2 separate regions of the Zea mays genome follow, and region 2 is linked to region 1. A link is a contact called in public Hi-C data. All regions are on one chromosome and are shown on one strand. Each heading gives the region's core, a stretch centred on a gene start, on an enhancer-like site or on the middle of the called end of the contact. The rest is flanking DNA. Distances are from core to core; before and after follow the strand shown. Region 1 holds the start of LOC103643787 (cationic amino acid transporter 2, vacuolar). Region 2 holds the start of LOC103643788 (CCR4-NOT transcription complex subunit 3).

What was found. A called contact is a pair of places that touch in the nucleus more often than the background predicts.
Region 2: a Hi-C map of tassel shows a contact between it and region 1, with 2.4 times the contacts expected there. The contact joins the promoter of LOC103643788 here to the promoter of LOC103643787 in region 1. A contact is called at or near these places in 2 of 25 Hi-C or Micro-C datasets (ear and tassel).

Annotation. Positions count from the first base shown.
Region 1 is chr1:266,080,837-266,086,308 of Zm-B73-REFERENCE-NAM-5.0, forward strand. LOC103643787 (cationic amino acid transporter 2, vacuolar) reads left to right here and starts at 3,270. Exons shown (of 14, transcript XM_008666951.3): 1 at 3,270-3,716. The coding sequence starts at 3,557.
Region 2 is chr1:266,241,462-266,246,933 of Zm-B73-REFERENCE-NAM-5.0, forward strand. LOC103643788 (CCR4-NOT transcription complex subunit 3) reads left to right here and starts at 2,809. Exons shown (of 16, transcript XM_020546859.1): 1 at 2,809-3,056; 2 at 3,173-3,304; 3 at 4,763-4,879; 4 at 5,383-5,433. The coding sequence starts at 2,964.

The DNA of each region.
Region 1 (5,472 bases), core at 2,020-4,519:
TTCATCTGCAGCTTGGGAGAATAAATTGTACTAACATAATTATAATATCATTTATCTCACTTACTTCCCTTGAGGCGATCAGCAAGATTATCCAACATCTGTTTCTCGGCTTGAGCCGCTTCCCATTCCCTTGCATCCTGTGCTCTCTTCTCATCTGCCGCCTTCAACCTCCTATACTCTGCACGCTTCGGGCTATCATAAAAGGCAGATTTTGCTTCCCTACGCATGTCGCGTATGCGATCGTTAATGTACGAATCAACGAGTCGAGATCCACAACGCATCTTCTGTCCCATTATTCTCTTGGACTCTATTGTGCGCATCACCTCTCCTTTGTCGTCGTAACTCTCCCAACTGCATTTCCTCGTCTCCTACAAAAAAATAGTAAGTACCGCTATAACATTACATCTGGTGCAAAAGAAATACCAACCTCATCGTAATCGACCATATGTCCACAAAAATATCCAACGCCAAGCTCCGAAGGAACTAATCCATACTTAGCTTCAATACCACATTTGCAGAGTACTGGATCAAATTTGACCTCTTCTGCCGCCCACCCCATGTATCTCTTTTCCTTTACCTCTGGCTCTGGCTCTGGCCAATGGGACAAAGGACCATACAACCACTCTCTGAAACGACACTTACGCCACCCGTATGGCTGCAAGAGAAAAAATTAGTAATTTATTGTAAATAAAAACTAGTTTATACATTTAGCGTATCAATGGGCTCACATAATCAATGTTCGGACAACAGAACTGCTTGTCATAGTCTTCGTCGATGACAGCACGGTCTCCACAATCGCATCGAGGCGGTGAGTCCATCCGTCTTTCTGTTGCTACCTCCTTCTCCTCATCCGTCATTGGTGGAGGATTCGGGGGAGGAGGTACCCAACACTTAAAACGCTCATGACTGGTCTTTCCACTCAACCAATTAACGAAAAGAAGATATCGAGGGTCAAATTTATCAGGACCATCGATCCACTGGAAAAAGAAACACTTCTGATGTCCCTAAAATAATGGAAAGATGCACTATTACATATCTACAAAAAAATGAATGCGAACAAAATTAAGTGATAAGTCATAAGCTACGTACGTCCAAAGTGCCACAAAGGTAGTAGCAGCGAGCAGCCGTGTCTGGATGTTGTGATTGATGTACCCAAGCCAGTCTGCCACAGTCACAGTTAGGCACGGGGAGTTCAGGAGGAACAGGAGCATCCTTACTAGATACGTCCGGATATAACTCCCGAGGACGACCTCTCTTCTGCCACAACGCCTCTCGGTACATGTCTTTCATCTAATAAACGATTATAATTATCACTTGTACCTATTATGCTTTATAATAAGTTTACACAAACTAATAATCGAAATGATAATATAATAGGTGTATACAAATTATTAAACTAAAAAACTAATATACAAAACGAATCAGTTCGAAATCATACCTTGGTCTACGAAGTGAACCAACTCAAATCTTTGAATCCAGGAAATTTTTACGAAGTTTGGAAATGGGATGAAATGAGCTGCTCTCGGCCAGCCGCGCGGGCGTTTTTATAGGAATTCGTAGCTCGGCGCCAAGATCTGTGGCGCCGAGCTACGAGGCCGCGCCGCCACCACGTCAGCGCCAGGTCAGCCCTGGACGCAGCTAGCCGTTGCGGCCACGTCACAGCTCGGCGCCATAGGCTGTGGCGCCGAGCTGTGTTAGCTCGGCGCCACAAGCTATGGCGCCGAGCTAAGGGTCCAAAACTGCATTTAAATTTTTTTTAGGTCTAAACGTAAATTTACTTCTGTTTAAGGGCTAAAATACAAAAAATTCGGGTTTATCTGCAGGATATAAAAGACTACCGGTCAAACTATTTGAAGGTTACAATATTTTTCAGATCAGATGGAGACGTCTGTGTAGGTGACGCCTCTTAATAGGGCGTACGGGGAGGGTCCCTGTGCTACCTACTCGCCGTCAACGACTTCCTCTTCGTCTTCAACTGCGGATGGACCGATCTCTGTGATACCTATCTCGCAAGAAAAAAAAGATAAGGAGAAAGAAAGAAATAAACAGCGCTTGAAGCGCGTCTTGGGGGCGTCGCCGCAGCAGCTAGGGCGAATGGAGTAGACGGTGTCTGGATCAATCCACATATCTAGATCATTGCAACAGCAGGCTAGGAGCCTCAGCCTCATCTTGACTTTCCCTCCAAATGCAATCAACGCAAACCAGCGGAATAGAAGAAGACGCCAGGATCAGGTGAAGCCCCTCGCGCTCGCCGTAGGATCGATTCTTAAGCCTAGAATACTAGTCCGTAACTAAAATCATCGATGACGAGTAGATCTGTTCTACTGAAAGGATTAGTGAAATATACTTCGTTGTTATTGTGTTGACGCGTCCTGGCGAGGTGATGGTGGAGAGTTGTCACTGTCGTCGGCGTCACCTCTATTGCCCTACAAAGGAGCAATAGGCATCGAAATCCGAGCCATCATTGGTTCTCGTTCATCGGTCACTCTAACACTTAGGCAACGGGGCCTCTATGTGGATTAGGGTTTAGGGCAAGATACTAGGTTTGGCTTTCCTGCGACCCCTTAATCCTTTATATAGCGTCGTGTGACCGGGGGCTCCAACCGAGATTAGCGTGGATCCTTCCAATCAAGGGTCTAGTTTAAGCATATAGATAATTAGGTTAAGCCCAATCCGATCTCTGATGACCGGCTGTAGAGGACACATCCAACAGGAAGATCACCTTGCATGCAAGCACTGGGCGAGGCAAATTCAAGAAAGGTTAGCTGTCACCTACTCCTCCTTTACAGTGACGCGACCAATGATGAGCACGCCCATTCATCGTCGGTACGTTGCTGCACCTATATCTTCCTGGCCCACACCCTGCATCAGATCCCATCCCCTCGCCGCAGGAATGCGGCAACGTATACACCCACATACCGACACGTCCGTCGACAGCCACAGAAACGCACGAACATCGTACTATTTTATATATTATTTGTTTGGTTTTAAGTCACCGCAACTTATCTAACTTTTTTAAACTAAGATAAGTTTTTTCAATTCGAGTGGCTAAATTTAATTGTGGCACCTAGCCATGCTCTACACGCTCCACTGGAAATTATATATTTACATATTATCGCCCCGCTCTATTTTTCTGCATAAAAATTGTAGAAATGTAAACAAGATTCTCGGTGAACAGTTGAACGCATCTGAATCTTGGCGAAAACATTCTATTTACATCCACAGTGTGCGCTCGATAGAGGTAAAAACAACATACACGTGTACCACTATAAAGAATTCTCCCAGTGTGCGCTGTTCTCAGAGCGAGCAATTTTCCAACAGATACGACACCAGACGAGAGGGAACCTCGAGCCAAGAAAGCGAGAGGGGGAAGCTGCGGCCGCCGGCCGAGCGAGCTCGCCGTCCCCATCCACCCCTCTCACTCTCCTCTTCCTCCTCTCTGTCTTTCGCTCCGTCCAGCCGCCGCGTAATCCGCGGAACCAGATGCCCTCATCCGCCCTCTGATCGAATCCCGCGAGAAAGGCCGGTTCTCTGTCCTGCCGTGCCGGCGATCTTGATGGCATTGGAGGCGGGGAGCAGCGGCTGCGGCGGGAGGGGATGGGGCGGCGGGTTCCGGAGCCTGATGCGGCGGAAGCAGGTGGACTCCGACCGGATCCGCGCCGAGGGCCAGCCGCAGCTCGCCAAGGAGCTCAACGTGCCGGAGCTGGTCGCCATCGGTGCGGTTTTTTCTTCGGTGTGATTCTGTGCTGTGCCAACTCGTTGTGTTTCGTGTTCTTGTACTGTATGGGCTTTCGTGGTTTTCAGATGCTGGTTGTTTTTGCGGGGTTTTAGCGAATTCTGGTCAGCACGCTGGCTTTGCCGTGGAATTTGCCAGGTGCAATTCACGTGCCATAATTTTCTTCACTATCGATATCGTAACTGGACGTATTTTTTTTGCCCTTTATGATATCTCCAGTGAGTAAATTGTACGGAGTATGTTCGTATCCTTTCCACACAACTGACAGTAAGAAATTATATCGGGGTGACATAAAAAGATTTTTATAACGCTTGTTATGACAGAATAAGTTACTAGATAGTAGAAGAGAATTTGCACAGTTTGTTAGTCTCTGTAATTCTGCTGAATTTCTGGACCAACGGAGCTGCTAAAATTATATGCATTGATTCATAGTACTCCTCTCACTTTCTTGGTTTTTATGTCTATATTTAAACGAATGATAATAAATTTAGACACATATACAAAATATATGCATCAAGAATTGTATAAACATACTAAATTTTTAAAACTACTACGCCATCTGTTCTTTTTTATTTACCACGTTTTAGTTTAAAAATAAACCGACGAACGATAAATATAAATATTTGAGAATGGAAGTAGTACTATTTAAGTCATGAATTGTCTCTGCAAGTTTTCATTGATTCTTTCTTTCAAAATTTGCGTACTGTGACCTGCGCTCTCTCTATTCAAGTAAAAATTTTTGATTTGTTATTCTCCTGTAATTTGGATGGCTGCATTGGTAGCGACTTGCTCTGTTTCTGTATTGTATAGTATAACTGCTTTTATTGGTCTTGGTTTCCTTGAACTTGTCCAGTTTTTTATTGGTGTTGATCTGACAAATTATTATTTGTATTTATTTTTTCGGAGATGTAACATCATAATTGGTACTTTATCATCTAGTTTCGGACGTAGCAGCCTAGTAAAGATAAACCCTGAACTGTCTCGAGCAACTTATCATCTCTTATTTCATTTTCTATTTTAAAATTCACTATACGACTACAGTCAGAGTGCAAAACCATATGCATAGAGACAGCCTACAGTCCACTGTATTTTCGTATTACTTAAAATACCCTTCGAATTCTCTCCCTGTCAATGACGTGTGGTCCCATAGGTCATGTTCTTCCTCCTTTTCCATCTTCTATGCCGAGCAGCCGTCGACGCTGCCACCACCCACCATGCAGTGCAGCCACGCAGGCGAGCTGGAGAGCTGCCACCGGCCACGTGGGCACATGTTCGAGCAGACTCCATCCTTCGCCTGCTTGCCTCGGTCACGCTCACGCGCCACCGCCCCGTGCAGGCCGTGCTCGTCGACTCGCAGCCCGTCGCTCTCGCTATTGCGGCAGCGCACCGCGCGCTCGCTACTGCCGCAGCTCGCGAGAGCCGGCGGCCTCACGCTCGGTCGTGCCGCAACCCGCCGTGTGCTTGCCACTGCCCTAGCTCACGAGCGTCGCCGGCCACGCTGCTTGCCGCGTCCCTGCAGGAGTCGCCGGCTGCGGTTGCTTCAAGACGGGGAAGAACAAGAAGGGAGAAGATGACTTGTGCCCTGTGGGGCCCATGCGTCAGTGACAGAAAGAGAGTGGTGGACGTAGGGGCATTCTGGGCAATACGAAAATACAACAGTTGGTCCAACTGCATCTGAAGGCATTTTTCAGAAGAACTATAAGGCTATCTCCAGCCGTTTTACCAATCTCACCTCT
Region 2 (5,472 bases), core at 1,559-4,058, 160 kb after region 1:
GTGTTCATTTGAGGTCTTGCGCTTGGTTTGCTTCTTTTCTTTCTCATTTTCCTTGTGATCAAACTCAATTGTAACCGAGGCAAGAGACACCAATTGTGTGGTGGTCCTTGCGGGAACTTTGTGTTCCGTTTGATTGAGAAGAGAAGCTCACTCGGTCTAAGTGACCGTTTGAGAGAGGGAAAGGGTTGAAAGAGACCCGGTCTTCGTGACCACCTCAACGGGGAGTAGGTTTGCAAGAACCGAACCTCGGTAAAACAAATCATCGTGTCTCGCTCTTTATTTGCTCACGATTTGTTTTGCGCCCTCTCTCTCAGACTCGTTTGTATTTCTAACGCTAACCCGGCTTGTAGTTGTGCTTAAGTTTATAAATTTCAGATTCGCCCTATTCACCCCCCCTCTAGGCGACTTTCAGTGCACCAGACTGTCCGGTGAGCCAACGGCCGCCAGCGCAACGGTCGGCCGCTGAATCCGCGGGCGACGCGTGGCTCACGCCAACTGTCGGCTGGGGGCACCGGACAGTCCGGTGTGCACCGGACAGTGTCCGGTGCGCCAACCAGCCCAAAGTTGCAATGGTCGGCTGCGTCAGGAATGGAAGGAAATCGCGCACCGGACATGAACAGTGGCTGTCCGGTGGCACACCGGACTGTCCGGTGCGCCACCCGACAGAAGGCAAGATTTGCCTTCCAAGAATGCCTCCAACGGCTCCTAGCTGCCTTGGGGCTATAAAAGGGACCCCTAGGCGCATGGAGGAGTTATCCAAGCATACTTTGAGCATTCTAAGTCTTCCACACTCCGTCTTCGCGCACTTGATTGACTGTGTTAGTGATTTGAGCTCCGTTCTTGTAGTGAACTCGTTGTGCTTCATTTTGAGCTCAAGTCTTGGCTTGTGTGCGTGCATATTGCTGCGGATTTGTGTGTGTTGCTTCCCATCCTTACTCTTGTGCTTTCACCGTGATCTTTATTGTAAGGGCGAGAGACTCCAACTTGTGGAGATTCCTCGCGAACGGGAAAAGAGATAAGCAAAGAAAAGTCGTGGTATTCAAGTTGATCATTGGATCACTTGAAAGGGGTTGAGTGCAACCCTCGTCCATTGGGACGCCACAACGTGGAGGTAGGCAAGTGTTATACTTGTCGAACCACGGGATAAACTCGCGTGTCTTTTGTGATTGTTTTTCTGTGATACTTGTGTTCGCAAGAGCTCGCTACTTAGCCATACTAACACTTAACCAAGTTTTGTGGCTATTAGTTATTGAATATTATAGGATCACCTATTCACCCCCCTCTAGGTGCTCTCAATACCAGCTACAGGGGCTCGGCCACGCCTCCTCAATGTACACAACAAACCCTGACACTCCTAGAGGTCCTCCTTGAAGATATAAATAGGGACGTCCAGGGCTTCAAGCAGCAGGGGCGAACACTTCACGGTTTTCTCCTCCACCGCGATATTGGCACTTGCCTCAACTAACCTCAGGGACTTGGGATCCTTCCCTCTCCCAACCAGCTTGTACTCCCTACTGTAAGCACTTAGGTGTATGAAATATAAGTCTCGTCCCCCTCTGCTGGAAGTAGGACCTTCTCTTGCCCGAACCAGGATAAAGACTTGTGTCACCTTGCATCACCCATCTGGATCAGGACACACAACAACATTTTACTAGTTGGTAGGATCCTCGGGCCAAAACACTGACACATAGTATTTTTTACACCACTCTTAGTAATACGTGTTTGAAGACAAAGTATTTCACACCGTATTATTTAGTATACATGTGTAAGGCTAATCATAGACATTTTTTGGGTTGGGGTGAAGTTTCAAATACTCAAAATAGTATGGTATCTACAAAACCATAATATTCAAAATAGAGTTTTTTTACAATGTAGCCTAACACCTTTTGGCAAAAACTACTATGATATTTGTGATAGCTTGGCCCACAGTGGATGGTGATATTTTGGCCCAAGGCTTAATAGAATTAATATAGTACTCATACCAACAACTTGAAAAGAACCTCCGGGTTAAGAGTGCTTGACCTAGAGAAATCTTGAAATTGGTGATCGATCGAGAAGTTTTCTCGGGTGCACATGAGCGAGGACAAAGTGCGTATAAAAGACTCGTGTTGGTCTTTGGGGATGATATATAATCCTAGAGATCTACCAGGAGTAAGTACCACCGGTCCGGGAGTAGACGGGGTTTTACAAATGGTATTAGAGCTGACTCTCGCGGTTTCACGAGCGTGTGTGGGCTAGGGGTTCAGGTATATGGCGCATGTCACATGTGGGGCCAGAGTGGTCACATGGTATGCCATATGACGACACTGCACATACAGACATGACCAAGAGGGAAGGTTCCTAACTTAGTGTTGACCGACGAGGACGTCGATTTTCTAATGGGGTGGATTGTGATATCCTAGGCCCTGTGTTGGTGATATACTGGTTCAATAATTAATAGAATTTTTAGAGTACTCATACCAATATGGTGTATTTTTCAGAAGCCTATTTCGAAAGAACCTCCAAGTTAAACGTGCTAGGCCTAGAGAAATCATAGGATGGATGACCGACCGGAAAGTTTTCCCGGATGTGCATGAGTGAGGACAAAGCGCACACAAAAGACTTGTGTTGATCTTTAGGGACGATATAGACTCTCTAGGCATAAGTACCGCCGGTCCGTTAGTGGACAATGCGTTACATTATTTTCCAATATCATGGTTTTACCTCAAAATTTTAAAAATATTTTGCTTCCAAACACTTTTAATATTTTGTTGATACTATAAAATATACTTATTTTTTAATTATAAGGCATTTTTTGAGATGCTATATAGACACACTCTTTTAATGGTAAAATGCCAATTTTTCTCAAACCGAAACCCGTCCAAATCATCGTCTGTTTCCCCTCCCCAGTCTCCACCACTCCCCCTGCCGCCCCAATCGTAAACCCTAGCCGCGCCTGAGCGTGAGACATCCACGTCGCAGCCATGGGCGCCAGCCGGAAGCTGCAGGGCGAGATCGACCGCGTCCTTAAGAAGGTCCAGGAGGGCGTCGACGTCTTCGACAGCATCTGGAACAAGGCATCCCCCCCCCCCCCCCCCCCCCCCCCCCCCCCCCCCTCCCCTCCGTTTACCTGAACCCGCCGGATTTTTTTCTCTCACGAATTTTGTTGACGTTTTTTTTGTTTCGGGGGCAGGTCTACGACACCGAGAATGCGAACCAGAAGGAGAAGTTCGAGGCAGACCTCAAGAAGGAGATCAAAAAGCTACAGCGCTACAGGGACCAGATCAAGACGTGGATCCAGTCTAGCGAGATCAAGGACAAGAAGGTGAGGATTACTTCGAGTCCTTTACCCTCCCCTGGCAAGCCTTTATGTCCTGCACGTGGAAGGACATGATTGTTTGTGATGCAATGCTGCTGCTGTTTGCTGACTTTGTGCTGTGATCAATGTGTCATTATGCTGTCCTCTTTAGTTGAGTGCTCGGTAGAAGGCCGTCTTGAACAAGTTATGTTGTGTGTGTGGTGTGACACTGGTGGTGATCAGTGGGCAGGGACCTTGGCTGGAGAATGGTTCTGTCATTTGGTGATGATTCGAGTGATACAGTGTAGGCATAACTGGTGATGTTGTCAGTTTCATATGTATGAATGTATCCTCTCTGGGTAAGGGGTTCAGAGGTTTTTGATGTTACTGTTAATACTGCGGCTCATTCTTTTGCTCTTTTTTTGGTGTTGCTAGCTATTCCGATATCTAGATTCTCCTGCAATAACGATGCTAGACGGCTCTGTTAACATGCTGAGCATTTGGATTTTGTTTTTAGCATGCTTTTCCATCACCAAGATCATCTGCATTCCATGGGCTACATTGTTCCCACCACTAGATGCCACTTGCAATGCAAAGTTGTTGGGATGCAATATGTAGTACCTCTTTGGGCAGTTTAATTTGTGAAAGTAGATGAGACTTAGCAATGTGGCTTTGAGATTGCTCTTCAAGTCCACTCAGTCCATTTTTTCTATGTGCCTGGGATATTTTGATATCTAATGTTTAATGCACTATGCATTTGCCTTTATCTGTTGTATTTGGCAAGAATAGTCCATCTGGGTAGTTTATAACAAAAAAAAATGGATGTGATATGCTCCTTCAGGCTAGGCTAGCTGGTCTATTTAGAATTCGTTTGATGAGCTAGACTTCATTGCATTGCATTCTTATTGAAATTCGGAAAGCATGCCTGTGCCTGAATTGAGTTTGCAGATAGGCGCATTTATTTAAAGAACATAAGAGTGATAGTGAATCATTATTTTTTAGCGAAGTTTATGAAGTATTGCTGCTGATATATATGAAGAACTTGCGGTTTCTATGTATGATATATGCTTTCTTTGTACAACACAAACCAACACGAGCTGCAGTGGTTAGAGGCGAGTGCTCTCTTCCTAGAGACCATGATTCGAATCCTGGCAGCTGCAATCTTTTAGAGTTGTTTGCCTCTTGTTGCGATTGGTACTTGTATTTTATTTTAACCATCCAAAATATCAATGTGAAGTATATATTACTGGTGACCCGAATAAAAATGTTCTATGTTGCTGAAGTTTTGTGGTATGATTCCTAAAAAATATTGACAATAGTTGTTTGCATATCTCAGTGGCTTTTCTTGCTGTAGTAATGCTTTTATTTATCTGATATATTATTAGCTTGCCAAATGCAGATAACTTTTAAGTTTACGTACCTTACTGTTCTGGTTTTAATTGATTGTGATATATGTTGACATAGGTTAGTGCCTCTTATGAGCAGGCTCTGATGGATGCCCGAAAGCAGATTGAACGAGAGATGGAACGATTTAAAGTATGTGAGAAGGAAACAAAAACTAAGGCCTTCTCAAAAGAAGGGTTAGGTCAGCAACCAAAAACAGTAAGCACTTGGACTTTTTTGTTTGTGCTACCGTACTTTCCTGGCTTCATGTACATGTTTCGAGTTGTTTATATAACATCCCTGTTCTAAGAACGAGGTCACTGTTTCAAAATTATTTTTTGCTATTTTTCTTTTAGCCTTGTAAGAGTATGTTTGAAGGGTAGGCCTGGTGTAGTAGTGAGAGCTTCTCACTGAGTTCGCGGGTTCGAAGCAGCCTCTCTGCATTTGCGGGATGAAGGCTTGCCTCCGGCACTGGGTCTGCCCTTGTAAGAGTATGTTTCTTAGATGTACGATCTTTCATGGAGTAGTTAAACTTGATTAGGATAAAAAAGTCTGAGCTTAGTATTCAACATTGCATTGAGATGCAATGGTTCATTGATGCAATTTGGACTAACATGAATTAGACACCAATAACTCAGGGTGTGTAGTACTATTTATCTTGAGCTGTTGTGGACCTCATTATGCCTGTTTCTGGACTAATAATTATTTCTTATTTGGTGCAGGATCCCAAAGAAAAGGCCAAAGCTGAAACAAGAGACTGGCTTAATAATGTGGTATGTTGGAATCCTGAATTGCTACTTGTGCTCTTAGGT